5 separate regions of the Mus musculus genome follow, and regions 1, 2, 3 and 4 are each linked to region 5. Evidence: chromatin contacts called from public HiChIP or PLAC-seq, Micro-C and promoter capture Hi-C data. All regions are on one chromosome and are shown on one strand. The core of a region is the stretch at or near the end of the contact, and the rest is flanking DNA. Distances in the headings are between cores, read along the strand shown.

The links. Promoter capture Hi-C pulls out the DNA fragments that hold promoters and counts their contacts. A called contact is a pair of places that touch in the nucleus more often than the background predicts. HiChIP or PLAC-seq counts read pairs in DNA pulled down with a chosen protein or histone mark.
Region 1: a contact with region 5 is called in an H3K27ac HiChIP or PLAC-seq map of epiblast stem cells. The contact joins the promoter of 5330413P13Rik here to the promoter of Cds2 in region 5. A contact is called at or near these places in 6 of 39 promoter capture datasets (the 3T3-L1 cell line, 3T3-L1-derived adipocytes, the C10 cell line and 2 more), 2 of 115 datasets of contacts at active chromatin or transcription factors (embryonic stem cells and epiblast stem cells) and 1 of 9 other capture datasets (adipose tissue).
Region 2: a promoter capture Hi-C map of erythroid cells shows a contact between it and region 5, with 23 times the contacts expected there. The contact joins the enhancer-like site here to the promoter of Cds2 in region 5. A contact is called at or near these places in 7 of 39 promoter capture datasets (the 3T3-L1 cell line, 3T3-L1-derived adipocytes, the C10 cell line and 3 more), 1 of 15 datasets of contacts at CTCF or cohesin (embryonic stem cells), 3 of 484 Hi-C or Micro-C datasets (B cells, the N1E-115 cell line and short-term hematopoietic stem cells), 9 of 115 datasets of contacts at active chromatin or transcription factors (the SCID.adh cell line, T-cell acute lymphoblastic leukemia, bone marrow-derived macrophages and 5 more) and 3 of 9 other capture datasets (adipose tissue, liver and macrophages).
Region 3: a contact with region 5 is called in a Micro-C map of embryonic stem cells, with 4 times the contacts expected there. The contact joins the promoter of Gpcpd1 here to the promoter of Cds2 in region 5. A contact is called at or near these places in 16 of 39 promoter capture datasets (the 3T3-L1 cell line, the C10 cell line, the HPC-7 cell line and 10 more), 16 of 484 Hi-C or Micro-C datasets (B cells, CD4 T cells, CD8 T cells and 13 more), 5 of 115 datasets of contacts at active chromatin or transcription factors (the 230-238 cell line, effector CD8 T cells, extraembryonic endoderm stem cells and 2 more) and 3 of 9 other capture datasets (adipose tissue, liver and pancreatic islet).
Region 4: a contact with region 5 is called in a promoter capture Hi-C map of macrophages, with 6 read pairs. The contact joins the enhancer-like site here to the promoter of Cds2 in region 5. A contact is called at or near these places in 3 of 39 promoter capture datasets (the C10 cell line, the HPC-7 cell line and macrophages), 1 of 15 datasets of contacts at CTCF or cohesin (the NIH/3T3 cell line), 4 of 484 Hi-C or Micro-C datasets (B cells, CD8 T cells, bone marrow-derived macrophages and 1 more), 7 of 115 datasets of contacts at active chromatin or transcription factors (bone marrow-derived dendritic cells, double positive thymocytes, forebrain and 3 more) and 4 of 9 other capture datasets (adipose tissue, liver, macrophages and 1 more).

What each region holds. Positions count from the first base shown.
Region 1 is chr2:131,843,896-131,849,851 of GRCm38.p6, forward strand. 5330413P13Rik (RIKEN cDNA 5330413P13 gene) reads right to left here and starts at 3,761. Exons shown (of 3, transcript NR_029381.1): 1 at 3,677-3,761. It also overlaps the pseudogene Gm14281.
Region 2 is chr2:131,816,448-131,821,872 of GRCm38.p6, forward strand. 5330413P13Rik (RIKEN cDNA 5330413P13 gene) reads right to left here. Exons shown (of 3, transcript NR_029381.1): 3 at 3,559-5,425. Among named protein-coding and RNA genes, the nearest start is that of 5330413P13Rik, 28 kb to the right of the region's middle. Within about 2 kb of position 4,039, at least 58 of the 459 cell types and tissues checked have an H3K27ac peak or open chromatin away from gene starts, as enhancers often do. A contact at or near this core is called in the N1E-115 cell line, bone marrow-derived macrophages, erythroid cells and 1 more, where this site is marked.
Region 3 is chr2:132,574,963-132,581,130 of GRCm38.p6, forward strand. Gpcpd1 (glycerophosphocholine phosphodiesterase 1) reads right to left here and starts at 3,286. Exons shown (of 20, transcript NM_028802.3): 1 at 3,106-3,286.
Region 4 is chr2:132,002,874-132,008,356 of GRCm38.p6, forward strand. It overlaps Rassf2 (Ras association (RalGDS/AF-6) domain family member 2), which reads right to left. Exons shown (of 11, transcript NM_175445.4): 4 at 4,493-4,644; 5 at 2,435-2,523; 6 at 1,426-1,586; 7 at 9-110. Among named protein-coding and RNA genes, the nearest start is that of Rassf2, 24 kb to the right of the region's middle. Within about 2 kb of position 3,793, at least 166 of the 459 cell types and tissues checked have an H3K27ac peak or open chromatin away from gene starts, as enhancers often do. A contact at or near this core is called in B cells, the NIH/3T3 cell line, adipose tissue and 5 more, where this site is marked.
Region 5 is chr2:132,258,781-132,264,565 of GRCm38.p6, forward strand. It overlaps Cds2 (CDP-diacylglycerol synthase (phosphatidate cytidylyltransferase) 2), which reads left to right and starts at 4,368. Exons shown (of 13, transcript NM_138651.7): 1 at 4,368-4,717. The coding sequence starts at 4,664. It overlaps Gm46766 (a long non-coding RNA gene), which reads left to right and starts at 4,724. Exons shown (of 2, transcript XR_001783482.2): 1 at 4,724-4,960.

The sequences.
Region 1 (5,956 bases), core at 2,511-5,010, 420 kb before region 5:
TTTATAGTAACAGAGCAAGGAAAGTTATATATAACTTTTCAAATACGTTGGCGGAAACATTAGATAGGCAGGTATAACCAAGCAGAGAAATCTTTGTTAAGAAATGATATTATAAAATTATATACAAACAGCCTATGAGACAAGGACAGGTAACATCTCTTAATTTCTATGGAAAGACTCCATTTCTCCTCAGGATTCATTTTCTCTGTGTGTTTTCATCTGTCTTTCTGTGTGTATATGTCTCTCTGCGTGTGTCTCTCTGTCTCTGTGTCTCTCTGTATCTCCACTCCCACCTCCCTGTTGTGTTTTCTGCCCATGTTCTGTTTACAGTGTATATTCTTTATTAAAATTTTCATAGCAATTTCATCTGTAAACACTTTCAGTCCTGCACTTTGGACTACAATCTCGTCTGGATTCTAGACATGTATGATTTCATGTGGAATTGCAATCCACAGTTTAAAAAGCTAGACTCTTCATGTGGAATTGCAACCCACAGTTTAAAAAGCTAGACTCTTAATACAAAAAGAAAATGAACTAAAAGATCAGACTGAACAAAAGCAGAAAGAACTAAGCCTACTATTCTTTGTTCATGAGAATCTTTGAATTGTGTGTTGTGTGTATGTTACAGATGTACATCTATGTTGAGTATATGTTACACATGTATACTGTATGTTGAGTGTATACTACACATGTATACTGTATGTTGAGTATATGTTACACACATATACTATATGTTGTGTTATGTTACACATGTATACCATATGTTGAGTTTGCCACACACCCATGCACCTCCCTCCTCCCATCTACCTTCCTGTTAGCCCCCCTTCCTTTAGACAGGTTCACTTGCATTTTTCATGTCAGTTATACACACATGATTTTATTTATATAAACCTCTGGAACTACAGAGAGAAAACATAAATGTAATTTTTTCACATATTTTCTTGCATCATGCCTGAAGTTTCATTTTGTGTGTATATATATACCAAATTTTTTATATCTACCCTTCTGTCGATGAGTTCCTAGGTTAGGTTCATAACCTAAGAATTGTAAACAGTGCTTCAGTGAATAAATATCGCTGGGATATATTGATGTGGAAGCCTTAGGGTACTCAGGAATGGTGGAGCTGGGCCATGTGCAGCTGTTTGCCCAGGCTGTAGCCTGCTCTGAGATCCTCCATGGTGCACAAGAATGTGGCTCTGTAGTCTAACCTGATATCAGGTATGGCGATCCCTCCAGCGTTGTCTCTTTCCCCAAGGTTGCTTTGTCCATCTCCGGTCTCCAGTGATTCGGGTATGAATTTAAAGATTGTTTGTTCTGAGTAGTATTGCCATTTCCACAATATTAATTATTCAACCCCATGAGCCCTGGTTGCAATGCTAAACATAGGTTCATATATTTCTTGGCTGTTTGACAAAACAGATTCGTCCAAAGCAATAATGGATGTGATTTATGAAAGATCTGTTGATATTATGGAAATCTGCACTCTGAAAGTGAGTCACCATTTCTGTTAGCATGTCAGGCCATTTCTGAGGTAACTTTTCTCTGCCAGAAATGCTAAAAGCACCACTTAGCTCCTTCTGAATACACTCTGGGCCGCTCAGCAGTAAACGCACTGTGTGAGCTTTAATGGGCCCCTGGTCAGCTTTGCAAATTTTGCTTGGTTAATTTTCACCAATTTTCTACTTCCTTTCAATATAGTTGGGTGTGTGTGTTTGTGTGTGTGTGTGTGTGTGTGTGTGTGTGTATGTGGACTTTGGTGTGGACAGGAGACTTAAGCTGAGCATTTTCCTCCATTGTTCTCCAGCTTATTTCTTGACGAAGGTCTGTAATATAAATTATATCCATAAATTGGCATGTGCCATCTGTGCGTGTTGAGAGCTGGCTCTGAGAACAAGCAGCTATGTTTATTTCACGTAGACTCCGGGACTCATTGTCCTGGGGCAGCCTGGCTCCTGCCTCTGTATCAGGGAGATAGGAGAATAGCAAGTGCCCTTGAAAACAGCCAGAAGGTAAACCATTTCTATAAAGGTTACTGTTTATCTCACAGTATAAAAAGGCACACGTCAGGGACTGGAGGCTTGAAACTCACCGGGGAGAGAGTCTGGGTCTGCTCAGGACTTCCCCGTCCCCGTCAGACCAGCATGGCTGTTTAGCAGAACTTCCCTAACCACTTCTACTACACATTCTAAACACAGTCGTTATAAACACCTGACGCGATGATGTTTTAAATCTGCCACTTGCTGCTCAGGCTTTGATTTTTGCTTACCTTTAATACACTCATTCTTTAATACTCAAAGTGCGGCTGCTGTAGATCATTCTCCGTCCCTCCCTGAACCTGAAGGTCATCGATTCTACTAAGTTGGCTGGCGAAAGAGGTCCAGAGAGCCTGCCTCCAACCCTGCCTTCTCACGACTGGGGTCATGGGCACCATTCCAGCATCAGTGTGAGATTGCGAGGGATGTGATCTCAGGTCCTCGCTCAGGCTTGCAGGACAGGGACTTACTGGGTAAGCCAGCTTCCAGCTTACACTGTGGTTGTCCAAGCTTACAGGGCACGTGCTTTCAAAAGGCTTCAGTGTGAGAGGGCTGAGTGACGCACGCTTGTCAAGATTCCTTTAACAACATTTTGCAACGCCCTCATGCCTCCTAGATCTTCAGGAAAATGAGTGTCATGGAAGCTAGCAGGAGAAGCTCCTGCCTCCTATAAGAAGTCCTTGCCCCTCTCACCCCTCCCCCACACCATCATCTCTCAGCTTACATGGTAGCTGTAAGAACCCAAGCAAACTTCCTTTCATCACTACTTGTTGGAAGCAACACGCCGTCCACAAGAATAAGCTGGGAGTCTTAACTCTGCTCTTGTAAATTCTGAAGAGGTTTTGTTGCTATCTTTTCATGGATCTACCACAATGATATGAAGGAATTTATCTCATATACCTTTCATGTGATGTCTTTGTTTCTGGAAGCACAAACCTGACTCTGGTCTTTATATGTGGCCTTATCTTCCCACATCCTTCCCTCAAGTACTCTGGGAAGAAAAAGAGAGATCCCTGCTAGACAGGAGAGGCTCTAAGTATTTTCAGAGCACAGTTCAAACACTAAGGCAAGTGCTACTGTTGACAGAGTTCCCCGGTTACTGGGAATCTTCCAGAAGCTGCTAAGTTTCTCCTCAATAGTCTAGCAGAGCACACACGTCCTGAATCAGCTGGCCAATGCAGAAAACAAGTCTTCATTCTATTGTTCTAGAGACTTTACAGTTTCAACACCACAAAGTTGAGCAAGCACTTATTAATTTGTATTCCATAAAGAATAGGGCATAGGCTTACAAGAAATATCTGCTTGTATACAACAAAAATATTCAGAATGGTTGTGTGTGGAGGTCACTTCCCAGAAATTCAGAAGGTATCTGAGACTATACATAAAAAGATCTGGGCAGCATAATCACACGTATACTGTCCCCCAGCCACAGACACCGACCACGGCAGGCTCTGGTCTCTGATAGACCTTTTTCAGTTACACGAAGATGACACCATTCTTGACAAACAGCGTTTTGTTGCTACAGAAGATCTGCCAGGATACCAGGCTGCTGTCTCATAGTGGATAATCACAGGGTGGGGGTGGGGGGTGGGGGTGGGTGGAGTGGCCCTGTAGGTCAAACGGGAAACAGCCTCCAAACCTACCTGGGGTCACTTCAATTGTTGTCTGCTGCCTGAAACAGGATGGGCTCCCTGTGAGCACAAGCCTGACAAAGCACACCATCACCAAGGCTACCTCCAGGTGGCCAGGGACCCTGCTGTGTACTGCCTTCTGACTGGCTGAGTCCTGCGTGGTTGCTTAGGAACTGTGTAGACTCCAGAGCACAGCTGTGCTGAAACAAAGCCGATTTCCCTTTTGAGGCTGTCACGAATTTCAGCTAGTAAAGGGAAGGATGTTGCTTTGAGCCAAACCTTGAGCAAATTAGATGGTTTGTGTGATCATAGATCCAAGCAGTTAGCTTTTTTAGTTTACACCTTGGAGGGGCATTAACAAACAGCACGAGACACACACACACACACACACACACACACACACATCAGTACGACATTGGTTTGTGTCGAGCATTGACACAGCTTGGATGATTTTACAGTTTTGACTGTTACTGAGCAGTGGTTTGAATGAGAATGGCCCCCATAGACTCATGTTTGAATGCTTGGCCCCCAGTTGGTGCAACTGTAGGAAGCATTAAGAAGTGTGGTGCCTTGTTGGAGGAGGTGTGGCCTTGCTGGAGGAGGTGTGGCCTTGCTGGAGGAGGTGTGGCACTGGCGGGTGAGCTTTGAGACTGTTCACATTCCCAGTGTGTGTTCTCCTTTGCGTTTGTGGAAGGAGGTGTGAGCTCCCAGCTGTTCCTGACACCGTGTCTCTGCTCCACCATCATGGACTCTAGCTCTCTGGAACTATGAACCCAATTAAGTACTTACTTCTCTAAGTGGCCTTAATTGTGGTAGTGTTTTAGTCACAGCAGTAGAAGAGTAACTGATACACTGACTGTGGAGACTTCTGCTCCCAAATCCTTTTGTTTTGAAGCTGTTGCCATTTGTATTTCTCAGGGGTTGGAGTGTTTGTTTGTTTCCATTAGCATTTATTAAAAAGGTAAAAGAAAAATCACTTGTTAATGTAATTCTTCACTGCAATCTGCAGGAAAAGAAAACCTTAAAATATGTATCTAGGAAAGAAACAATAAATAGGAACAAAAGCAAACTTAAAACACAAGCAATCTATGGTCCGTCATATCCCAAACAAGTGAGCATTCATTTACGCAAATGTTTGTAGCACTTTCGATTGTGATATTTCTTTTTTTTTCCATTTTTTATTAGGTATTTAGCTCATTTACATTTCCAATGCTATACCAAAAGTCCCCCATACCCACCCACCCCCACTCCCCTACCCGCCCACTCCCCTCGGTTGTGATATTTCAAAACTAAAAAAACGACACACAATGTTCTTCAAAGAGTAATGGTCATTGGGCTTAGTGACACCTGAAAGGCTGAAACAGGAAGACTTCAGATTTAAGGCCCACCTGGCCTCCAAAGTGGCACCAATCCTGCCCGACAATGAGGGTCTCATTTAGTGAGACCCCCTCAAAACTTAAATGAGGGCTCGGTAGACAGCTCGGTGGAAGAGCATTTGCCTAACCCGTGCAACGCCTTAGGTTTAATTGCCAATTCCACCACAAACCAAAACAACAGAGAAATAAAAATGGCAAGCACAGTTTGGTGCATTAGACAACAAGAAAAGCTAAACTAGGGATACCCATAACTACATCCTGTTCTCCAGCTTAGCTGAGTAAGTGTAGCTCTCACCCCTCACCAAAGAAACTTGGTTTTGTAGCAGATGCAGACCACACACACACCCCATACACACCAACCAACCAACCAACCAACCAACCAACCAACTACACACACACCCCATACATACCAACCAACCAACCAACCAACCAACCAACCACACACACACACATACACACATACACACACCCCTAATCAAAACCCAAGAGAACAACTGACCATGGGGTGTCCATTCCCCAGTTGATACATCTATAACACAACTCCTACACCCAAGGCTCAGAGAACATCTTAGAAGAGGAGACAGAAAGCTGAGAAGAAACAGAGGACCAGGAAGTCTGCTGTGAGATTGTGCCTTCTAGCTATGACAGGGAAGTTAAACCCAAGAAATCTCAACATGGCTTCCCAAACAGGACTGGAACAATTCCAACAACAATGGACATCTTAACATAAAGGAGGGAAATCTCATGAGACCCACCCACATCCAGATGAAAAGCACGGCAGTTATAACTACTGAGAGAGGGAAAGTTAGCCTGCCCCAGGGATGAACGCACTGATTGGTCTCCATCACCAAGTGGGCATCCCTAGAAACATGTGTGTGTGTGTGTGTGTGTGTGTGTGTGTGTGTGTGTGTGTGTG
Region 2 (5,425 bases), core at 2,789-5,288, 440 kb before region 5:
CACTGCTGCTCCGAAGCCTCGAGACAGAAGAGGGGCAGAAAGATTGTAGGAGTCCAGGAAACAGGGAGTCTGCTGTGAGATTGATCGTTTCTCTTAGGGACGCCAGAAACTAATGCTTCACAACATGGCTGCCTAAAGACAACATCAACAGACAGACATGCGGACACGCGGACAGGTGGACAGGGGAAAGCTCACAAAGCCTCGACCTTGAACAGAGAACCACAGGCAACTAAGGAAAGCCGAGAGCAGGAGGAGCAGCCTTCCCCAGAGAAGAGCACAATGGTTAGCCAATACGAAATGGTCAGCTCTGAAAGCATACATACAAGCAATGTTATACAGATGGAGCAGGCTCTGTGTGTGTGTGTGTGTGTGTGTGTGTCTAATGTACATGCAAACATAACAACAATTATGGGAAAAAGAGGCCATGAACTAGAAAGAGTACAAATGGGAGTGAAGAGGGAAATAATTATATCTCAAAAATGTTTAAGTTCTAAAAAGATTCCTTGGCCCTCAGGGACAGATACATGATTCAACAAACAAGAAAGGAGTCTCATTTACTGACGTAACAAACTTCAAGAAAGGCAAGAGACCTTGGTGTGATGATGCACACCTGTAATCCCAGATGAGGGATGCTGAGGCAGGAGATTTAAGCCTAGCTTGGACCATGTGACAAGACCTGCCAGGCATTACCTCTGCTCCTGAGGCTGTCCCTCTCTATAAGACAGACCCTTCACAGTGGCACTACCTCACGTTCCCAGTTCAGCCCAGCAAGAAAAGGCCTTGACACTTCCCTCCCAGTGCGTGGAAGAGTGTGCTAACTAAAGCCCAGCATCTTCTGTTGCTCTCCTGGCCATCCACTTTCAGTTTATTTTTCTAATTACCCAGGGTGCTCCAGTATTACAGCCCATCTTATTGCTGTTCTTAAAGCAGGCGTGTTCGTAAGCGCTAGGCTGACCTTTGACCTTTATCATGCCCTCTCTGTCAGTCAGTACTCCAACTTGCGTGGCTTTTATGTGCTCTGGACAGTGACTCTCGTCATCTTGGGTTCTCATTAAAGTTTAGTTCTTTTCTCTTGGTCATTTATTATAAGAGAGAGGGCAAAGCTTTTCTTACCAAACCCTGGCTGATATTTGCCAGAGAGGGGGATGCTTGTGTTGGTACCAAACACATCTTTCCTCACAAAATCCTATAACAAACCCTGTGCAGGGAATTAGCCAGTTTCCACCCATGGCTCAGATGGCCCTCAGTGGCTCTGGCCATGCACAATATGAAATTGTAACACTAACCCGCAACGTCATTGTCTTCTAGAATTTGCCAACTTTAACTTGCCATCTTCTTCCTTGCTTTTTTTTTTTTTTTTAGATTTATTTATTTTAATTTATATGAGTACACTGTCACCATCTTCAGACACACACCAGAAGAGGGCATTGGATCCTGTTATAGATGGCTGTGAGCCACCATGTGGTTACTGGGAAATGAACTCAGGACCTCTGGAAGAGCAGCCAGTGCTTTTAACTGCTGAGCCATCTCTCCAGCCCTTCTTCCTCGTTTCTTGATGGTGATTAGAATTTGACACACTGTTCTTGAGATCAGTCTTTCTCTGTAGCCCAAGCTAATCTTGAATTCGCTGACCTTCCAGCCTCAGCCTTCCAGGTGCCAGGATTAAAATGCTGCACTGCTGAGCCAGCTTGTCAGGCATTTCTTAAAATGGCCTCCTGTTTTCGTGTCATAGTTTGTAAATCATCATTCCTCTGAGGTCATTAAGGACATTTACGGGGTGACCATTTAGACTCCCAGCTCTGGATCTAGGGTCTATGTTTATGGAAGATAAAGGGCACAGCCGCATTTGCAAAGTGCCAGGTGCCTGCAGGTTTCCCAAGTCCCACTACTCATTCCCCCGCCCCCAGTAATTCAAAACTCCATCTTTAAAGTATAAGAAATGTCACGGCATCAAGCAAGCACATGTCACATAGACATACATGCAGGCAAACACTCATGTATAAAATAAAATAAGATACATCTCTTAAAATAATCATAATTAATAATAATGATACAGGAAAATCTATGTGCATGAACCTGCCTCTTGACTCTCCTTTCAGATACTTCCCACTGATCTGTCTAATTTGCTCAAATGCTTATAATTTCACAACGTTTTAATAATTGGTAGAATTATCCTATCTCATGATTCTTCCTAGAAAAGGTTTTCTAGCTATTCTTTTTTGAATTGACCAATAGTAATTGAGTGTATTATGGGAGTACATGGTGAGTCTTGTTTTTGTTTTAAGACCGCCCCTGTGTTGCCTAGGTTGGCCATAAACTATGGTCTTTCTACTTCAGCCTCCAAAGCCTGGCATTATAAGCATACGCCACCATGACCCTCTGTGATGGTTTGAATATCCTTGGACCAGGGAGTGGCACCATCTGGAGGTGTGGCCTTGTTGGAATAGGTGTGACCTGGTTGGAATGGGTGTGTCACTGTGGGTGTGGGTATAAGACCCTCACCCTAGTTGCCTGGAAGTCAGTCTTCCACTAGCAGCCTTTGGATGAAGACATAGAACTCTCAGCTCCTCCTGTACCATGCCTGCCTGGATACTGCCATGCTCCCACCTTGATGACAATGGACTGAACCTCTGAACCTGTAAGCCAGCCCCAAGTAAATGTTGTTTTTTATAAGACTTGCCTTGGTCATGGTATCTGTTCACAGCAGTAAAACCCTAACCAAAACACCCTCCCATGAATATAATGTAGGATGGTCAAATTTAGTTAATGTACAAATCACTTCACATTCTTGTTTTTGTAGGAAAAAAATATTTTAAATGTATTCTCAGTAACTTTGAAGTATAGGATAGATAATTATTAGCTCTGCTCATCATGAATTTAGTATGAAAGACTCATGTTTTTGTGAGCCTTAGAAGTAATAAACTTCGTTCTCTCCTCCACAAATCCTTATGGGCGATTGCATTATGGCCCCATTCACCTTACATTTTACTTGGCTATGTTTACGACTTGGAATCTTTCAGTCTAAGCATACAGTTCGCATTTCCATTTGTCTAAGTCCCTGGTCTTCAGAAGCCTTTTGGAGTCCTGTTACTTTATCCCTTTTACATTAAGTTTAAGCCCAAGGCTTTCTCTTTTGCACCTCCAGGATGGACAACCTGTCTCTTTCCAAACTTGCACGAGGGTGAGTCTGTTGTTTTTTCTTAAAGCATGGTGCTGGTGTGGGGGTTGGATGCAAATGTTGTTTCTAACTAAGGGTATGTCCAGCAACCCCTTTTTACTTAGTACTTACTATGAAATTTAACATGCATGTTTTCTAGATGCTTAAGAAAGACGCCATCACATCTAGTCCCTTGGGTTGAAACTAAGTAAATCTCATTTTAATTAGTCTTAATGTATATGTTCCAGGAATAGAGTATTAATGATCTTTTGAGTCTCATATAAAATGCTTTAATACTTCCCTTATCAAACATTGTGAAGTTTAACAGAAAATTAAAGGGAATAACCAGCCTATTTTGTGACACATAGTGTCCATAAATATCACAAGTGCATATGACTATTGATATAATTAATAAATTTTATTTTACTTATAGTTTTACAAATTGTGGGAATTTCAGGTGAATCTGTCCCTTTTAATGTGGCTTCACCCTTGTGAGGATTTGAAATTTAAAACATATTTATTTCATAATATTTTTGTATATTTGAGAACTTTAATATAGTTTGCTAATATCTGGGTGAGAAATTTGGGACTCACAGTAAGTGCTTGAATTCCTGATCCTGCACTACTCTCACTGAACACTGGGGGGCAGCATTGTGAAAGAAACCCAGCAAGGATCCTCCAAAGCGTCATGAAATGTTCATACAGTTAAACCTTAAGTTGAAGGTCTGTCCTTGCCATTTCAGACTCTTCCCAAACTGTTTTTATTAAGTGTTTCGTGTATAAAAATCACACAATAATAATAATTCAGTAAGAACGATGAGAGTACCGTCAAATCCCTCACTTTGATCTTGACTCAGTCTTTGCCGCTGACCATGCTGTAGGAAACTGTAGCCTGCCACTGGCCCCGCCCTCCAGCCGTTACCGCTCTCTGCTTCCTTTCCATAGTGCATATCGAATCCTAGCGTTTTTGATAATTTCCTTCTTATGGTTTCAGGTCCCAAACTTTAGCGCCTGAAGTGTAAGTTCTCAGGAGACGGTTTCGTCCTAATATGTATACCACAAGCCCGAGAGAGATGTACAGCAAGTGTTTGCTGAGTAAATGATTGGTGCTGATGGGGGTTTGTAATGATGGTGGCAAGGGCTTTGAAGGTGGTTATAGTGGAGATGGCAGTGGGTCAGCACAAGAATCAGCAGCTGATGCTGTAGCCGTTGCCATGATACTTACCTTCTTATGGTTGGCAAGGGTGATCTGGGAAGATGGAATCCAAACCTAAGACCAGATGACTTCTAGAAGGTTCTAGAGATCTCAACCTCTGAAAGAGCTTTGTCAGCGTGTGAGCTCTGGCATTCAATTCCTAAGTGGAAATAGGGAGGATTGGTCCTCATGTGCATGTATATACATGTGCATATATATATATATATATGGGGTAGGGTGGGGTGGGGGCACCACACTCCTGCATTCCGGTCACAATTGAGGCTCCAAAGAGAAGAAAACACATCAAACCTACAGATCAGCCCAGCACATGACTGGGTGAGGAGCCACAGGCAAAACTGTGCCTGCTTATGTTTAACACCAAGGGCCCAGGGAGGAGCTGCTTGCTGTAAAGTGAAAAACTGAGCCAGCAGGGGGAGCTAGAGGGAGAAAACGGTGGATGGCTATGATCAAAGTACATTATATAAACATGAAATTTTCAAAGAGTAAAATATATGAAATACTTTGGAGGGGTTTTTGCTTTAAAAATACGATTTTTTAAGATTTATTTTTATATGCAGGGCATGCGAGGTGTCTGGGGAATGGGGGCTGCCTGTGGAGGCCAGGAGAGTGCCTTGCATCCCCTAGAGATGGGAGTTGCAGGTGGCTATGAGCAGGGCCTCTTGGAGGAGACACAATGGTTCTTAGCCACAGAACCATCATCTCTCAAGCCCCAAGGGATGGTACAAGGGAACCAGAACTTTCCAAGGGTGACTGGCCACCAGAGGGAGGAAGTGTTGGAGGCAGGCAGAGTTGGGAAGGAGAATCACCATGAGGGAAACATTATGAAATTTGACCTGCGTTCCATCATTTTATATGCTAATTGAAAGCTAAATGAATCAGTAAAAGAAAATTCTATTAACGAATGCACTCTATTCATGAACTGCAGGGTTGGCTAGACTCCTGGAACGCATACCAGACACTGAGAAACCTGCCTGCCATCCCTGCCCAGGCTCCTTAGGATTTTCAACAAACCATAGTCACCCAGATTGGCATGTGTGAGATCAATCTACACT
Region 3 (6,168 bases), core at 2,036-4,535, 320 kb after region 5:
ATTATCTGAATATTCAATAGTTCTTTTAGAATAGCTGACAAAACCCTGAGCATACAAGCACTTTCTAATGAGTAAAATGGTTCATTGAGATACTGCAACCTTCCATTTAACAGACCCAAATCTAACCAAAAAAGCTTTAAAGTTACTGAATGAATTTAAATGTTGTTTTGTTTCTTGAGACAGGGTTTCTCTTTGTAGCCCTGGCTGAATCTATAGACCAAGCTAGTCTCAAACTCAGAGATCTGCTTGCGTTAGCCTCTGAGATTAGAGGTGCCCACCACTACTATCCAGCACACTGAAATAATTTTAAGAGACAGACTAAACCCATAACTCAGCAACTGACTGAATAACCAACTTCAATTTCTCTTTGTGTTTTAAGAGAGAAAAGGGGAAAGGGAGGGAGGACCAAGGTACACACATGACGGTCAGAGGCAACTTGCAGGAGTTGGTTCTCTCCTCCCATGAACGGTCCTGGGGATCACACAGGCTCTCAGCAGTGAGGCCCTCAGGCCTCTCAGCAAGCTTCCTTTTCTGGTGAGTCTAACCAGCCTATAAATCTTACACTGTAATCTGAACTTTCACCCAGTGTTTACAATTCTAAACTAAGGTCAAGCTCATCTACAAGACTTCAGAATTGGTATTCAGCTAACTACTCGTTGGCTATAACCAATTCAATCAAATGTAAGTGATGTCACATGTAATTATTTCCATGTACTCACACTAACAGTGAGTACAAATTTAGCTCTAAACATCTACTTCATTAGACAACCAGGAACAGTCTGGATATTTAATAAAAGAGAAAACAGCCAAGTTTTCTATCTCTACAGTTGCGAGATCGCGCTGACAACTCAGCAGTAACAGCTGCAGCTGGTGCACTACACAGAGACAAACACATGGAAACACAGAACAGTCCAGGAGACAAGTGCCATCGTCCACTTGAATTGTCAAAAGTCAGCAATCTAGTTCAATTCTCACCCCTCAAAAACTGTAGCACCATACCAAGCAAACCTGGGAAGGCGCTGTGCTGGCAGCTCACTTGACCATGGACAGAGGCCAAAATTTTGGTGCAGGACAGCTTCAGCACCCAACCGCCTCCAAAACAGCAGTAACAGTGTTTTAGAAAGTACCTGTTCTACTGAGGATCTCAAAGTTTACATCTACCTTTATTCTTCTGCTAAACAAACAAAAATATCCCAACTTGGATGAAGGAGGTCTTTCAGATACACATAAAAGGTAAGAGTAAAAACTGCTAGTAACTGCACACCCGGCTGAGACAGATAACCAGCTCACCTACCGCCTCACTACGGAGTTTGTTGTTTTGGCTTTGGTAATTCCTTTCCCAATGCAATTCCCAATTTGTACTACCTAAAGATATATACTACACAGCACGTTTAGGTAAATTTGAGCTGTTAATTTAATTTGCTTACTTATTTTTGAGGCTGGATCTCACTTCAACGCCCTGGCTGTTTTTTTGGTTTTTTTTGTTTTTTGTTTTTTTGTTTAAAAAAAAAGTGTGCATTGCAGCCTGTGTCTGGCCCATTTGAAGTTTGTTAAAAGACTCAAGGAGTTTTTAAATGTCACCCACCATAACTTACTGACATCAAAACTTTTCACAGTTCCTCCTGACAAAAAAGTTTATTCTTTTTTGCTGAATGTTTTCAACTGTGGACCTAGCTAGTTTCAGACCTAGCTGGTTTATCAGCTTGAGAAACATACTGGAAATTTAAGCTAACCCCAAAGGGACAGAAACATTTAGCTTACAGCTGAACTGAAAGTGGGTATTTTTAGCTAAAGCACATATTTCTGGCCAAAAAAGAACATCTGTGTTTTCCTTTAAAACTTTTCAAAGAAAAAAAAAGCTGTTTCTAATTCTCCTCGATTCTAGCAGATTCTCAGAATATCCTATAATTAAGAAGCAGGTTAAGTGACCACACTGATGTCTGCCCGTGTTAGTGGGGGGATCACTATGGCCCCATTTCTCAGACCTCCATATACTTTCAGCTAATATTTTAATCAAACATATGCAGACAAGAATGGGTTTTTCATTAAGCAAAGGCATTAGCCTTTGGACAGTCCTTAAGCCAAATTAACATCTCATCATCTTTAGACATGCAGTGGGATTTTTTACAAATGCTTTTCATTTCGTGTTGATATCATTTTCATATGCATTTATTACACGTTTTTATTATATACAAATAGTTGACTCACCCACCAACTTTTTATACACACCAAATATTATTCAGTTTTCTTGTGTTTACCAGTTCTCCGGGTGCAAATTTCCTGTATCTCTCTTTACAGATTTAAATTTTGTTTAGAACACTGATTTCCCCTAGTATGTAAGCCACTGCATGGGGTTTACCAGTTTTATTTTGTGCTGTGTGTTTCTAGAACACTGAGCAATTTGGGAGAGAGGGGAGGCTGACAGCTTGTATTTATTCTTTTCCTTATTGTGTTAGAAATGTAGCAGGCAGCAGCTTGAAGGGCAGAGTTAAGTGGGCAGGAGACCCAGAGTGGCAGGGGACAGGAGTATAAGAGGGGACTCTAGACCCGACCATGCTTGCTGCTTGCAGAGTCAGAGAATCGCTAGAAACCGGCAAACTCCAGGCTTCCAAGCCCTCGGGCTTCTGGCCGGACCCGGCAGATGAAGCAGCACGGGGCAGCCACTGCCTCCAAGCCGGCGACGCCAAGGGGACCGCAGCCCTAAAACGTCACCGAGGGCACGGACGAGGAGCTACACAAAGCCCTGGGTTCCCCCCGCCCGGCTGTACTGTCACCCGGAGTTTCTTTCGCGGGCACTAATTTCTAGGCACTTTGGGGAAAGAAGCAGCTGTCAAAACCGCGCGAGTCACCAGTGCGGGCGCGAGGTGACTGAGGGGGCGCGGAGGAAGGGAGGCACCGAGGGCTTGGGCTCCAGCTCCGCCGTTTTCTTTGTTCCCCTATTCTCCGCCCGGGATTTCCGTGGCTGTCCTGGGTCACGCCGCTCAGTGGGACCGCAGCCGCGCGTGGCAGCCGGGGTTCCAGCCGCACCGCGGCTCCGGAACACCAGGCCGCCCGCCCGCCCGCCCCTCCGCGTGAGCGCCCGCCCGCACCGCCGGCCCCCCTCACCTGCCGCTCCGGGCCGCGCCGAGAGCCTGGGCCGCGGCCGACGGAGCCGAGCGTCAGCGCCTCGCCAGCGCTCCCTTAGGTGGCCCGAGGAAGCAAGGAGCCCAGTTACAGCCGCCTCTCAAACCGGTTTCAGCTGCCCTAGACTAAACTGCCAGCCCACCCCGCGGGGCGGGGTCGAAGGGCGGCGGGGCGGGGCCTGACGTCACGCCCGGTCCGGTCCTGGCCAATCGGCGGCCGCGCGCCGGGGGGCGGGCTGCGTGTTCCTGGAAGGGCTGCCCAGAGACCTGAGGTGGCCCGACAGCCTTAGCCCATCTGGCTGGGGTCAGCTGAGGTACTGAAGGTCAAGGTGGTGCGCCTGTAATCCCAGTGTTGGGGAGGTTGAGCCAGGCAAGTAGACTCGAGTTCGAGGCCAGCCAAGGCTATAAAGTGAGATCCTGTCTCAAAAAAGAGAGCTGAGGGAGCCTGATGTTTTCTGGAAACTGCATTCCTTAGGAAACAATCACAGACTAAATCCTTAAAGCTAAAACAAGGAGCTCAGAACAGCTCAGTGGATAAAGGCATTGACCACATTTGAAGATCTGAGTTCACCCACTGGAATCTACATGGTGAGAGAGACCAGACTCCTGTTGACTTCTAGAAGCCTGCTGTCACAAACCCCAAATAAATAAAATAAGTCAATAAATAAATAAAACCAAACTAGAGTTGTTCTTTGCTTTCTAAAACTACCCTTCCTCTTCTTCCTCCTCCTCCCCTCTCTCCTCTTCCTCTTCCTCCTCTTCTATCTCTGTGTGTGCCTCCAACCCTAAATCAGCCCAAGATCAACCACTAGGTAACTTCTAACACAACATTATGTAATCGGGTTTCACTTCAATTGAGATAGTGAGCATCAAGCAGAATCACCTTTTCGTATTGAAGGTCCACTGCTCTACATCTGCTAATTGCTCGCTGTGACTTCATTTCTCTGCTGTTAGTCATACTTAAGTGGTGTTTTTCAAGAGTCTACTTCCTTTGAATGTTTTTAGTATATCTCATCATTTAGTCAAACTACCATTTGTGCAATATTTATGGTTCGGGATGGTAGATCTAACTCATGCCCCTCCCTAAATCCTCTTAAAATATCAAAAGATCTGCACCTGATACAGATCTGTAATCCTAGAATCTCAGAGGTTAAATCAAGGTTGATATGAGTTGGAGGCTTGCCTGCCTGCGTAATGGGTACTAGACCAGCAACAGCTTACATTACAAGACATTGTCTCAAAACAACAATAAAAGTATGGTTGACCCAACGTATCCTTGAGTTCCACATTGGCAGATTCAAGCAATCACAGGCGAGAAATGGGGGGAAAAATGTATTCGTATTAACATATAAACGAGGGGGAGAGGGATTTAAAAATAAAGGCATATGCTGGGTGGGAAAGATAGCTCAGTAGTTAAGAGTGCTTATTCTTGCAGAAGACCTGGAATTGGTTCCCAGCACCCACATGGCAGCTCACAACTTTCCATAATTTCAGTGTAGGGACTTCAATGTCCTGTTCTGTCCCCGAAGGGCACCAGTCCCATATGTGGTGCATACATACATACACATACATACATACCACACATACATACAAAATAAACTTAAAATAACCCCTAAAGTAAGGGGTATGCATTGCTTATATGAAGATAGTATATTAATCATATAAGAAACCTGAACATTTTGGAATCCTAGTTGAGCTCTGTAACCAACCCCCTACAGATTCTGGGAGATAACTTGAATCCACACTTGAAGGATGGCCTATGGCCAGAAACAGAGGTTTCTACAAGATAACTAGCTAGTAACAAGAGATGATTTACAAAGAAACCTGAATCCATGAAAGTCGAAAAGGGAAGTGTTTACTGTGCATGCCTAGAAACTCTGAGAGCAACCCCTCTATCAGTCGTGGGACTGGTTCTGCCACCACAGCTCCTAAAGGAGGGCTGGGCAAGCCGTGTGTCCCCTCCTCTGGCTCCTGCTCTGTACATGGGATGTTATGGGATGTTATGGTTCCTCGAACATATCGTTAATGAGGTTAATCTGAGAACTAACTTTATTATTACCAGAAGGGCACTGAGTATTTTAAACTTCACAGAAACCCTTAGCATGTGCCATCTCACTGGATTCTGAGACGTATTCTTGGTTGTCTGGGATAAGCACACGATCTCATTTTCTAAGTTTTTAAATGTGTTCATGGGAAAGGTTCCCAGTCTAAGAGCTCAGCCTAGATGTGTGTTCTGCCCGTTACTGCCTGTGACATTATGAATATAAATCTTCAGCAAATGACTCGTTACTACTAATGGACTTTGACAGAGAATTCCAGGGAGCCCACTTACTTTCTGAATTTTAAATTTCCAAGAGGTAAAGTTAGGCTGTTTGATGCTAAAACTGCTCCAGTTCCGGTTTACTGAAATTAGTTTTATTTGATTCAATTTCTCATATGCATTTTAACACAATTACTTAGCAGATGGTGCTTTTTAGGAAACAGCCCACTGGTTATCGCTCCCACCATTGCATATTGCTTTGTGGCCACGATGTTGCTGGATTTAATATTACAAGTCTGAACTTTTGTTACAAATAATGTTTCTTTGGAGGAGGGCGTGTAGCTTTTTTTTTTTTTCTCCCTTGGTAGTTGTAGCTATTATCAGCTTTGTTTCCTGCACATTTTTTCCTTAGAAGTACTATGGCTTAGATGAAAGGCCGATACGTGTCTTGTGTCCCACATTCTACTCTAGCTTCACCATCAGCATCTTTACCATTCTCGGTGATATCAGTTGTGTGGTTTGTATACCTTGTGGTAGCCCAAAGAGTCCTAAATCATAGCCTGGACTCTGTCGTGCACCATGTAGGTCACAGCCTCCTGAACTTCCACTTATGACCTCTCTCTACTTGAAAGCTTTACAAGGCCTTGAGTATATCGCTCTAGAAAAAAAAACGTGAGCACGTTCTGCCAACGTGTAGGGAGGTGAGGCGTCCTGCCGCATACTCCCACTAACCACAGAGCCACCCGCCCATGACTTTCCTCTAGGAAGGTCTGTATCCCCTTAAAC
Region 4 (5,483 bases), core at 2,543-5,042, 260 kb before region 5:
GAACTTGCCTTAAACTTGTTGAGCAGCAACTTCAGGACCTGCGGAGTGGTCATGGTGCTGTTGATGCGGACGTTGGTGACAGAGCCATAGGCTGGTGTGAACACTGATGTCTGTCAACAGAGGGGTCTGGGTTAAGAGGGGAGTAGGGACAAGGACTGAGTATCAAAACCCAAGGGAGTAAGGGGAACAGCAACAGTACTCAAAACGTGCTCAAAGAGAGCCCCTGGCAGTCTGGCCAGCATCAGCCTTCAATGTAGATGAAGTGGTCCTTAGGGTTTAGCCAGCTCACCCTCTGCTCCCCTGAGAAGTTTGGGTCTGAGCTCCAAAAGATCAGGATTAGAAAGACGATGAGATTAGACAAGCAAAACATTCACAAACACGCTTCCCTTGAGAGACCAGCATCCCACCATACCCTTGTGCATTAGGTAGTCTCTGGTCACCCTCCCACCATGTACTTGCTTCTGGTGAGATTTAAGCAACAGAAAGAAAGGAGGAGTTAGCTAGTTTGGGATCCCCAAGGTGGCAGTGTGCTGAGTTGAGACCAGTAGCCTTGCTCAAAAACAGTCATTAGCTCAGGGGTCAGACAGCAGCTGAAAAAGGAATAAACCATTATGGTCCACTTTCAGCGGGTGCATTTGCAGTTTGTCAGAGAACATGGAGAAGCGGGAGAGTCCAGCCCCATGCCAGTGCTCCCTCGACTGAACACTCTCAGTTTGTCCATCTGCAGCCACTCTGCTACATGACTGAGCCCAGGGATCAGAAAAGGAGGGAAATTCAAGCCCAGGACAGAAATCAGAAAAGTTTGCATCTTGGGCCTATTGGATAGGAAATCTGGGGAGTGAGCAATGCTAGACCCAAGGGAGACTGATTGTACCTCCCTAAAGAACTCAGCCAACTAGGAATTTAAGGGTCAGTTAAATGAGATTAGGAATATAAAAAATGCTGTTTGTACCAAATGGCATGCCAGCCTTCTTGCCTTTTCTTGAGGATGCTATTGACTTTGCAAATTCATAAAATATATCGATTTTACTACTGAGCCCAGGGCTCTTATTATGAAGTGAGGATCTTCTCACTCCAGGGGGGGAAGCAAAAGGTGCTGGGTGCTGGGGGAGGCCAGGGGTGGGACCAGGAATTGACTACACAGATGATGTGCCAAGGCGGGGGTGGGAGGGAGCTCGTGGAACTTGGAAGGCTAAATCTGCTTTATATAGGCACTGAAAGCTCCAACACTTCGTGCAGCCATTCCTCACCCAAAGTTCCATATCTCTCAAGAAACCACTGAAGCCTCCATGACACTTACAACCCTCAAACTGAACTGAAAATGCCTGCCTTCCCAGATGCATCCCCAGGGACCACGTGGCACTGAAGCTGCAAACCCCAGGAAGTGGTGATGTCCCCAAGGTTTGTCCTCCACGAGCCCTCTACCTTGTGGTTATAGAAATGGCCATTGATGGAGAAGCGATGGCGTCTGATCCGTCGCTGGTCACTGGATGTCCTCACGTTGCCACGGCGACGCACCCCAACATCGCTGCGTGTGCGCATCAACTGTGGGGTGTCCTCCTGCACAGGCTTCAGGCCTCTGGAATCTTGGAGGAAAGAGGAACATGGGCTGTTTACCTGAGCCCAGTTATCTTTGAGGCCAACTCTTTGGCACTTACTGTCTCCCCAGTAACATATTTTATAAAAATAATTTTCTGCTGGGGGAGACACAATGTGTGATTTACTGAGAGTAACAGTGCACAGGTTCCAAACACGGGCCTCACAGCTGGCTCCCAAGTTCAGATTCCAGCTCTAACCCCTGGCTTCTCTTGCCTCTGTTTTCTGGAGGGGTTACAAAAGCCTCTGCCTTGTGGGATCAGAGCGAGGCTGTAAGTAAGTTAACGCACATAACAGGGCGGAGAAAAGTGCCTGGCTTAGGCTCAGCATGACCTACGGGGCTTGCAGGACGCTGCAAACAAGCTGCCTCATGACCAACCTTGAGGCCTTACCCTGAGTTGAAACTAGTCATAAAATAAGTACTTTGTGAGTCAACTCCCAAGAGGTGCTCACAGCAAAGTCACAGAGACAGGAAGTCAAGTGGTGGCTGCCACTGGTGAGGGGACTGGGGGACTAGAGCTACTGCAAAAGCTGCCACTTGTCTGGGGAGAGGCCCAGAAGGAGCCGCACCCACTCCGGGTGGTGGCAGCAGGCCTTCTCCTTGGCGTCATTTGGATTTGCATGGATTTGCTTGTTTCATCTCAAAGGACATTTTGCAGGTTGCTTTGAAGGAAGGAAACTGAAGGGAGAGGAGGTGGGAGAATTTAAAGTCTTTCCTTTTAACTTTTTAAAAAGCTATTGATGCGTGTGGATTTTACAGATGTAGACAAGAAGTCACAGGTTCAAACACAGCTGTCACCCCGTGGGCCTCTAGCAGGAGGCTCTTTCTATTGCTCACCTGTTGGGCTGTGTGTCTCGAGGCCTTCAACTGGCATATCCACTTCTGAGATCTGAACAGTGGGCATGGTGAGGGGCTTCAGTGTGGTGCTGAGGGGGTGCAAACAAACAGCAGGCTTGTTTAGACCTTGAGAGGACAGGTCCCAATTTCACGGCCCCCTTCCTGCAATGGGAACTTTTATACATGCCATGTAGGGAAACTCAAGTATTTGACAGGCAAGCAAGAGGCAGGCAAGATGTGCCGAGCATCCAGGAGGCTGGCCCAGATCCCATTCTAAGTGCTGAGGGGGGCAGGAAGCTCAGGAGAAACATGTTCTGTTCCTTCCTCTGCAAGAACCCAGTTCATTAGATCCAGAAGGAAGAACCCAGAGCCAAGTCCATGCACTGAGTCTCAAAGCACATGTGGTGGCCTAGGGCCCATTTTCTAGGGACACGATTCCAAGCTGGGTTTCTTTCTGTTGGAGGAACATCTCAGAAACTGGCCCTGGCTTCTTCGGCTCAGGAGTGATGATGCTCTCAGGGTTGCCATCAGGAGAAGGGACCACAAAAGCTCACCTGAACTACGCGACCTGGGTTTGCTGTGGTAACTGGGAATATTTTCTGAAAGCCCCAAAGAGCCATGGAGTCAGCTCAGAAAAACACATCCAAGATCAACAGGGGATTCAGTCTGAAGGGAGAGTCGAGTTTCTCAGGAAGGACCAGAATGAGAAGAGGGGAGGGGCTCCCTAAGGCATACATTCTTAGAATAATGGCTTTAAGGAAAGAAAAGTAAAATTGACAAACTGGAAGAATTTTCCCTCATAACTGTCTAAGCCTCAGTCTGTGCCCTTCCGAGAAATGCAGGCACTGGGTCCAGGTGGCACCCCATCGCCACTGTCCAACGCGGAAACTGGTCTGAGCATCTCAAACACACTCCTGCGGGCAACATTTAAGTTTGGCTGGCATTTGGGACATGCTTCTGAAAGCCCTTAAAATATTTACAGGCTTCAGGGACCAGGTTGTCACTGGAGAACGCAGAAAAACCTGGAGTGCAGACGGAAGGACCCCTAGGCATCACAGGAAAATGGGATCTTTAAAATCATCTCACTTGGAGAACAGAATGTAACAATCTAGAGGTCAAAGCTGGGCACGGACAGGATCTGGCCCACCGGAACTGTGAATGTGCTGAGAGCAAGCCCAAGAGCCCTGACCAGGCTTCCCCGTGCCCAGTGGGCAGGGCAACAACTTCCCTCCTTAGTCCCAAGGTTGGTTCCAGGATTTGGCTCTTCTGTGGATATTTCTCAACTTAGGACACTGATCCACTTGGCCGTGGAATGTAACAACATTCCAGGCAGCCAGCAGGGAAGGAGGGCTCAGTTCCCCTTTAAACTTGAAAGCACGTCATTGTGGTTTTGGCTGAGTGGCCAGCACACTCCACCCAGGCTCTGGCCCGAATGCCGCCCACCTCAGCAAGTTTCGAGGGGAACAAGGCTAGTTAGTCACTTGATCTCAAGACTGAAGTCCCAGAGAGAACAAGAAGATCGGCCCCGTGCCAGCATCCAGCTTCTCATTCAGTCACAGAAGGTGGGAGAGCAGACATGCTGCTGTTCGCTGACCTTGCAATGAGGTTCAATAGAGGACCTCCTAGACTCCTGCCTCCTGCCATGACCTGTTCCAGGTGTACAGAAGCTCGCTGGCTGACCTCACTCGGCTGGCTCAGACAGAACATTCCTTTCTCTTCTACTAGGTTCCACCAAGAGGGAGAGAGCTTTGATCAGTGAGTTCAAATCCTAGATGTCCCTGGAGCAGGACCATTCAAGTTGGGAGGATGTGTGTGTTGGCACCCTGTCGGAAGCCTCAGGCTTGGCTAGGGCTCCTGGAGGGAGGGCCCTCTGCTGCCCATTACCCTGTACTCCCCATTGCTGACTCAGAACCACCCCTCTTCACTCTGTGCCTGTGGAGTCAGGCAGGTGAGAGGTCCCTTTGTCCCCATCCCAAACCTGTGGCAGATAGCAGTTGGGGTGCTGGGAACTGGACCAGCAGCCCCCAGATACCCTCAAATTCATCTCCCTTCACTCACCCCTGTGCGCCCAGGTTACAGCCGGAGTGCCAGGAGGAGGAGGATGGAGGAGGACGGATGCGTTCGTGGTCATCCTGCATCTGCAGCCGAATGGGCCTGCGCAGCCCCCAGGAGATGTTCAGTAACCCCTCCACAATGAACTCGTCTTCCTCCTGCCATGAAACAACCGAGGGTGCTGAGCCCAGAGTGGATCCATAGGATGCGAGGGAGGGAGGGAGCAGTGAGCAAATCCTAGCTCTGAGGCACGCTCTGCTGGGAAGTTCCAGCTCCTCACAGATGACCTCAAAGGTCAACAGCACAAGGTTCTCAGCAGCATGTGGGAGATCCCCAGCAAGACCCTGTTTCTTTAAAACTGAGACACACGTGGGCAATTCATCAAACCGTTTTTATTGCCTTCATCTTAATGACTTTAAGGAAATCAGAGTACAATAAGAGGTGTGATAGCTCCTATCTATAGTGTCAGGACTCAGGAAGTGGAGGCAGGAGGATTGCCAACAGTTCCAGGCCAGGATGAGCTTCAGAATGAGCACATGACCAAAATCAACAAGGAAGGAAGGAAGGAAGGAAGGAAGGAAGGAAAGGAAAGGAAAGGAAAGGAAAGGAAAGGAAAGGAAAGGAAAGGAAAGGAAAGGAAAGGAAAGGAAAGGAAAGGAAAGGAAAGGAAAGGATAGAGGGAGAGAGGTGAGGGAGGGAGGGAGGAAGGAAAGGAAGGAAAGAAAGGAAGGAGAGAGGAAAACAATTAAGATGGAAGGAAGGAGAGAGAAACAGAGAGAGGGTCAGAACCTCTCTTAAAATAACAGAGACTGGCCTAATTAGAAGCAAGGACAAAACCCTAGAACTGGCTGTTTCCCCTTGCGTTTAGCAATCTGACCTGACTTTGGGTAACAGAGATTCAAAGCTTCCCCCAAGTTTACTTACAGAGCACGTTCCTAGAGCAGAAGTGTTGCCTTAAAAGGTGTCAAGTGTCTGCTAGCTGCAAGCCACAGTCCTC
Region 5 (5,785 bases), core at 3,118-5,617:
GAATTAACAGTCTATAGTATAGATAATTAGACGAGTAGTAATCTGCCCAAGAATTGTGCTAAAGCTGATTTAAAAAACCCATTGGAAGCCAGGTGTGGTGGTGCACGCCTTTAATCCCAGCACTCGGGAGGCAGAGGCAGGTGGATTTCTGAGTTCGAGGCCAGCCTGAAGGTGAGTTCCAGGACAGCCAGAGCTAGACAGAGAAACCCTGTCTCGAAAAACCAAAAAGAAAAAAGAAAAAGGAAAAACAAAACAAAACAAACAAACAAAAAAAAACCCCATTGGAGTCTGTCTCAATTCTTGGGGGACTGTCCAGGTCATAATAATAACCAGTAGAGTTGTTAAGTTATTAACATTTCAAAACCATTATAGAAAGCTTGTTTGCAGTTCTGGACTTTCCTTCAGTAAGAGAAAGGGAACTTTACTAAAAATTCAGAAAGGCCTGGCTTTCAGAATCAAAGTCTAATGTTAGTATATGTGTGAAAATATTGTTTGGCACTCAACAAACATATGCATTCCCTAGAGATATGTTTTAACCTCCTATATGAAGACGTTGCATGTGGGAGTATAAAAGGCCGTGCTTTGTCAGGGTTGGGGATGACGCCCATCATCCCTGGTGTAATTTTATGGTGGGAATTTAGAAATAAATATCAAAAGTCTTAGAATGTGGGGCTGTGGATGTGGTTCAAGTTGCACATATACAGGAAGTCATGAGTCCTGTCCCCAGCACTGCATAAACCTAGAACTTAAGCACACACCTTTAATCCCAGTTCTCAGGAGGCAGAGGTAGGTGGACCTCTGAGTTTGAGGCCAGCCTGGTCTACAAAGTGAGTATCAGGACAGCCAAGGCTACACAGAAGAACTCTATCTCAAAATACTGACACCCCTCCCTTCAAACAAAACAACAAAACGCAACGACAACCACACAAACCTAGGATTTAGGATGATGAGGCTGGAGGTGTTAGTGGACAGCAGCAAGAGGGAGGGGCAGGAGAGAGTGAACATGATGAACCACTGGTCAGTGGCCTCCAACAAGCCTAGGCCTGTGAGTGATGTTAGGTAGGCAGCAACTCTTTACTGTTGACCATACCTAGCCTTCCTGATAGTTCTTTAATAAACTTATGATAAGGAATTGTTCACTGACAAATTATTCTTGTAAGAAGAGGTTCGGTATACCTATTTAGGGAATTTGGCAATTTTCACGCCACTTCATCGTGTGTGTGTGTGTGTGTGTGTGTGTGTGTGTGTGTGTGTGAGAATATCGAGATCAGGGTTGAGGTTAGATGATGTGTTCCTATAATGCCAGCATATGGGAGGCAGAGGCAGAGGCAGGAAGATTGCATGAGTTTGAGGCTTGCCTTCACTATAGAGTCTAGAGAACTTGTTGGGAAAGGAAGAAAGAAAGAGAGAGAAAGAAAGAAAGAAAGGAAGGAAGGAAGGAAGGAAGGAAGGAAGAAAACAGGAGGTGTTTAATTATGAAGTGACATTATTAAACCCAATAATAGTAACTGCCTCTTACACTGGGTTTGTAATCAGCCTGGATATTCTGGGAGACTGGAATCCCAAGTTCTATTAATGAACACAATATTTAAAAATTAAGGAATTAACCAGGAGGTGTAATGAAGGGAAAACGTAATAAAATACACCTGAGGGCTGGAGACAATTATCGTTCAGTGGTTAAGGGCACTTGTTGCTGATGCAGAGGACTCGGGGTTGATTCTCAGCACCCCCATGATTGCTCACAACCATCTGTAACTCCAGTTCCAGGGGAATCTAAAAACCTCTTCTGATTTTGACCTCTACAGGGATCAGGCACATATACTTGGAAGAATAATAAATCTAAGAAGAAATTTTATAATGAAAAATTTACAAGAAAGAAATTTACAAAATGCCTGAGTCCTGGAAGAAAAGATTCCAGAGAAAAAACTAAATATAATGAGCAGGAAACAAACAAACAACCCAAACCAACCAACCAATCAATGAGAACCAACCAACCAACCAACCAATGAGAACCAACCAATGAGAACCAACCAATGAGAACCAACCCCAAGGAACAGAGGAAGCACATGAAGGATGACAGGAACATTTTTTACTTTTCTTTCTGCTATTGAAGGCGAGGCATTAAAGTTGAAGTGCTATTAGCATGGTTTCTAGAATGTCCGGTTAATGGAGTCCTGCTCCCTACCACACTGATTTTAGGGATGCATTTGGTTTGCGCTCAGTTAGGTTTGATGATGCTAAGTGAGAACCTTGTTCAGGCCGAGTCGGAAGGCATTATCTCACTGAGTACACACCTCATCGAGTTTCATGACTCTGATTTATATCGATTGATTTCCAGGTCTTGGTTTATTTCTGTGTGTGGGTGTTTTGTCTCTATGTGCATCTGTGCACTATGTGTGTAGCTGGTGCCCTCAGAGGCTAGACGAGGAGGTTGAATCCCCTAGGACTGTAGTCTCAGACAGTTACGGGCTCCCATGTGTGGCTGAGAATTTAGCTCAGGTCCTCTGGAAGAACAGCCAGCTCTCCTAGTCACTGAGCCATCTCTCCAGTCCTGTATTATTTTTAAAGATAATATTTTATTTTATTTTTTGTATGCATGTGACTGTATGAGTTACGTGTACACGTGTACCATGTAATTGCAGACGATCCTAGAGGCCAGAGGAGGGACTTGAGTCCCTTGGAACCAGAATTATGGGCAGTTCGTCCTGTATGGGTGCTGAGAACCAAACCTCCTTCCTCTGCAAGAGCAATAAGTGCGCCTAACCATTGAACCATTTCTCTAGCCATGTATTCTGGTCTCAAACTTGCTCCAAGGAACTTGACGCCCTTAATTATCAGAAAATAGTCACATGATATTATCACCACCCTTCACCTCTATCCTTTTTCTTTTCCTTTCCTACATAGTGATAGGGTGTTGAAAGGGTGGAAGAAGAGGGTGGAGAAGGGTAGAAGAAAGAAAAAAGCCCACAAAGTAGCCAAAGTCTGGCTTCAAAAGGTATTTATTTCTAACAGAACAAAGCAAAAACCCAAACCCAACAAAACCAGCAAACACCAGTAGAGGAACAAGAGCACCCAAGCATTTGTGCAAAGCTGTTAAATAGCAAATAAAATGCAAAGACCAGAGGGCTGAAGTTTGTCTAAGTATTTTGCTGTTAATTTGAAACATCATAACAAGAATTTGAGAATGTAAGTCTTTTTCAGAACTCTTCCTATTTTCTGAAAACTCACAGCTCTGGTCAAAATCTCTAAAAGGAACCTGACCCTTGGTGTGGAAGACTTCTTTGAGATTGCAATCTGGCTAAGGACTGGGAGCCCTGTTTTGCATGAGAACAATGCTGGAACAGCACCCATAATACTGAATTCAGGCAGCATATGTGAACATTGGTTACAGCGTGGTAACAAACGTCTGAGTTCTAATTCTTACTCGTACCCTTGTAGCTGCTGGCTAAATGCTTAAACTAGGTCAGGAATAGAGGGAGGGGCTCCATAGGAAACATTCCTTTCAGCCCAAAGGTTTTCAAAGAATTAGATGTGGGTGTTAACTTACTCACAGAAGTTGTGGTTAACAAGAGCCAAACCTGAGGGTTTTTTTTTTTTTTTGAACGATTTATTTTTATACATGAGTACACTGTAGCTGACTTCTGATACACCAGAAGAGGGCGTAAGATCTCATTACGGGTGGTTGTGAGTCACCATGTGGTTGCTGGGATTTGAACTCAGGACCTTTGGAAGAGCAGTCAGTGTTCTTACCCACTGAACCATCTCGCTAGCCCATAGGTCCTGAGTTCTACCTTCAGCACAAAACAAGACAAAAACTTAAGACAAGCAATATCTTGGATGATGTTACTTGCAGATATCATATCCATTTCTAAGTGTTTTTTGTTGTGGTTGTTTGTTTTTTGATACAGGGTCTCAGTAGCAGTGGAACAGGTTACATAGATCAGATCCACTTGCCTTTGTCTCTGGAGTGCTGTGAACAAAAAAGGTGTGTGATTGGGACGAGACTATTTCTGAGTTCGGTGCTTAGACAGAATCAGTGCTCACTAAGTTACCAGCGACCATGGCTTGGCAAGGCAAAGTGAGCTGAAACAGGTTTCACCTCCTGCTATGATGTTCAGAGGTCCACCTGGTCTCTTCGTTTGGACTCCCAAGCTGAGAGCAGCAAGTCTAGGCCGCTACGAGGCGCTGTTGTCCCCCGGTAACAGGTTACCTTCTGGACCCAGCACTCGCGCGCGGGGACTTGCGGTAGGACGCAAGGACCCCATTGGTTCACTCTGCTCTTTTTCTCCCGCCCCCTCTAGGTTTTGTCCAATGAGTGTCTCGAACTCCGCTCACGCCCCCACCCCCGCCAGGCTGCCCCGCCTCCTGGCGTCTGGGGTTCCAGGCGGAGATGGCGGCAGTGCGCGTGCGCGCTGGCTCGCAGCTTCCCGGGAGGAGGAGCGAGCGGCCGCTGGGGAAACAGCGGCTCCGCTCTCCGGGCAAGGGCGGCGGCAGCGGTGCTGGGCGGGGCCGGGCTCGGGGCTAGTGGCGCTGCTGCAGGGGCTGTGCGAGGCACGGTGGGGCTGCGAGGTGCTCGGGCCCGCCGAGAGCCCGTGCTCACTGAGCCGACCCCCGCGGCCACCGTGCTGCTCACTCGGGGTGACGTCGCGCCGGGGTCCCCAGCATGACCGAACTACGGCAGAGGGTTGTCCGCGAGGACGCACCTCCGGAGGACAAGGTAGAGGCATCGTTAAGTGCGGAGGGGCGCGCCGGCAGCCTCGCCCTCTGACCTTTATCGCGGCCCTGGGTACCAGGCCTGGGTTGCGCAGAGGGTCGGCGGGTGTCTTTTGCTTGTGGGGACAGCGGTCTGCGGGCGCGGGGAGTAGCGCGTGAGCTCTGGAGGGTCTTCGCCTTCCCTAGGCCTTCCCGATGTGGACGCTGGACACCCCACAGACCTTGCTTGGGGCCCGGAGAGCGCGATGTAGGCTCACCGCTTGCTTTACAAGTATTGCTGTTGATTGGGGAATGGGGGAGGACTCAGGCCATAGCATTTGTCTCCTGGGAGATTAAAACCTTCTTTTGAACTTGATTAAAACATTAAATCTGTTGGTTCTATCAGAGAGGAGTCTTGATCCACTCCGTGAGAGGGCGGGTTAGTGAGCAGGTGTGTGCTCCCAATGGTGGGTTTGTTTACTGCGCCAAGTGTGGGCATTGATGGGGTAAAGGAGGAAGGTAAGGAGGAGGCCATTTTGGCAGGGACACAGCCAATGTGGGGGCGCTCCTTTGGTTGAAAGTGCGAGGTTTGTGTGAAGTTGAGAAAGGTGGAGGGTGGTTGTTTTACTGTGGACATTGAATGACGGACCGTATTTGTGGTTCGGATCAGTGAGTGATGAGTAGAACCGGCTGAGGTAGCCTGGACCAGAATGATGGAGACTGGTTAAGTCAGAGATTGTCAGCTTGTGACCTGCAGAAGCTCTCGTACGTAGGCCTGCGTGCTGATACGGAAATAAGGGTTCCGTTGAAGGTCTGTTTCTAGCCTGTCTTCAATAAAGGAGGAGGATATGCCGCGTTTCCCCTGATTAATAGTTGACAGAGTTTAGTATCTTTGTTTGCTTGTTCGAGACTGGGTTTCTCTTTGTAGCCCTGGCTGTCCTGGAACTTGATCTGTAGATCAGGCTGGCCTCCATCCCAGAGATCCTTCTGAGTGCTGGGACTAAAGGCACCCCACCCCCCAATGCTGTTTAAGGAAACAGCATCAAGCCTAAGCACCCACGTTTGACATCAGAACTTTTGTTTTAGATAGAAT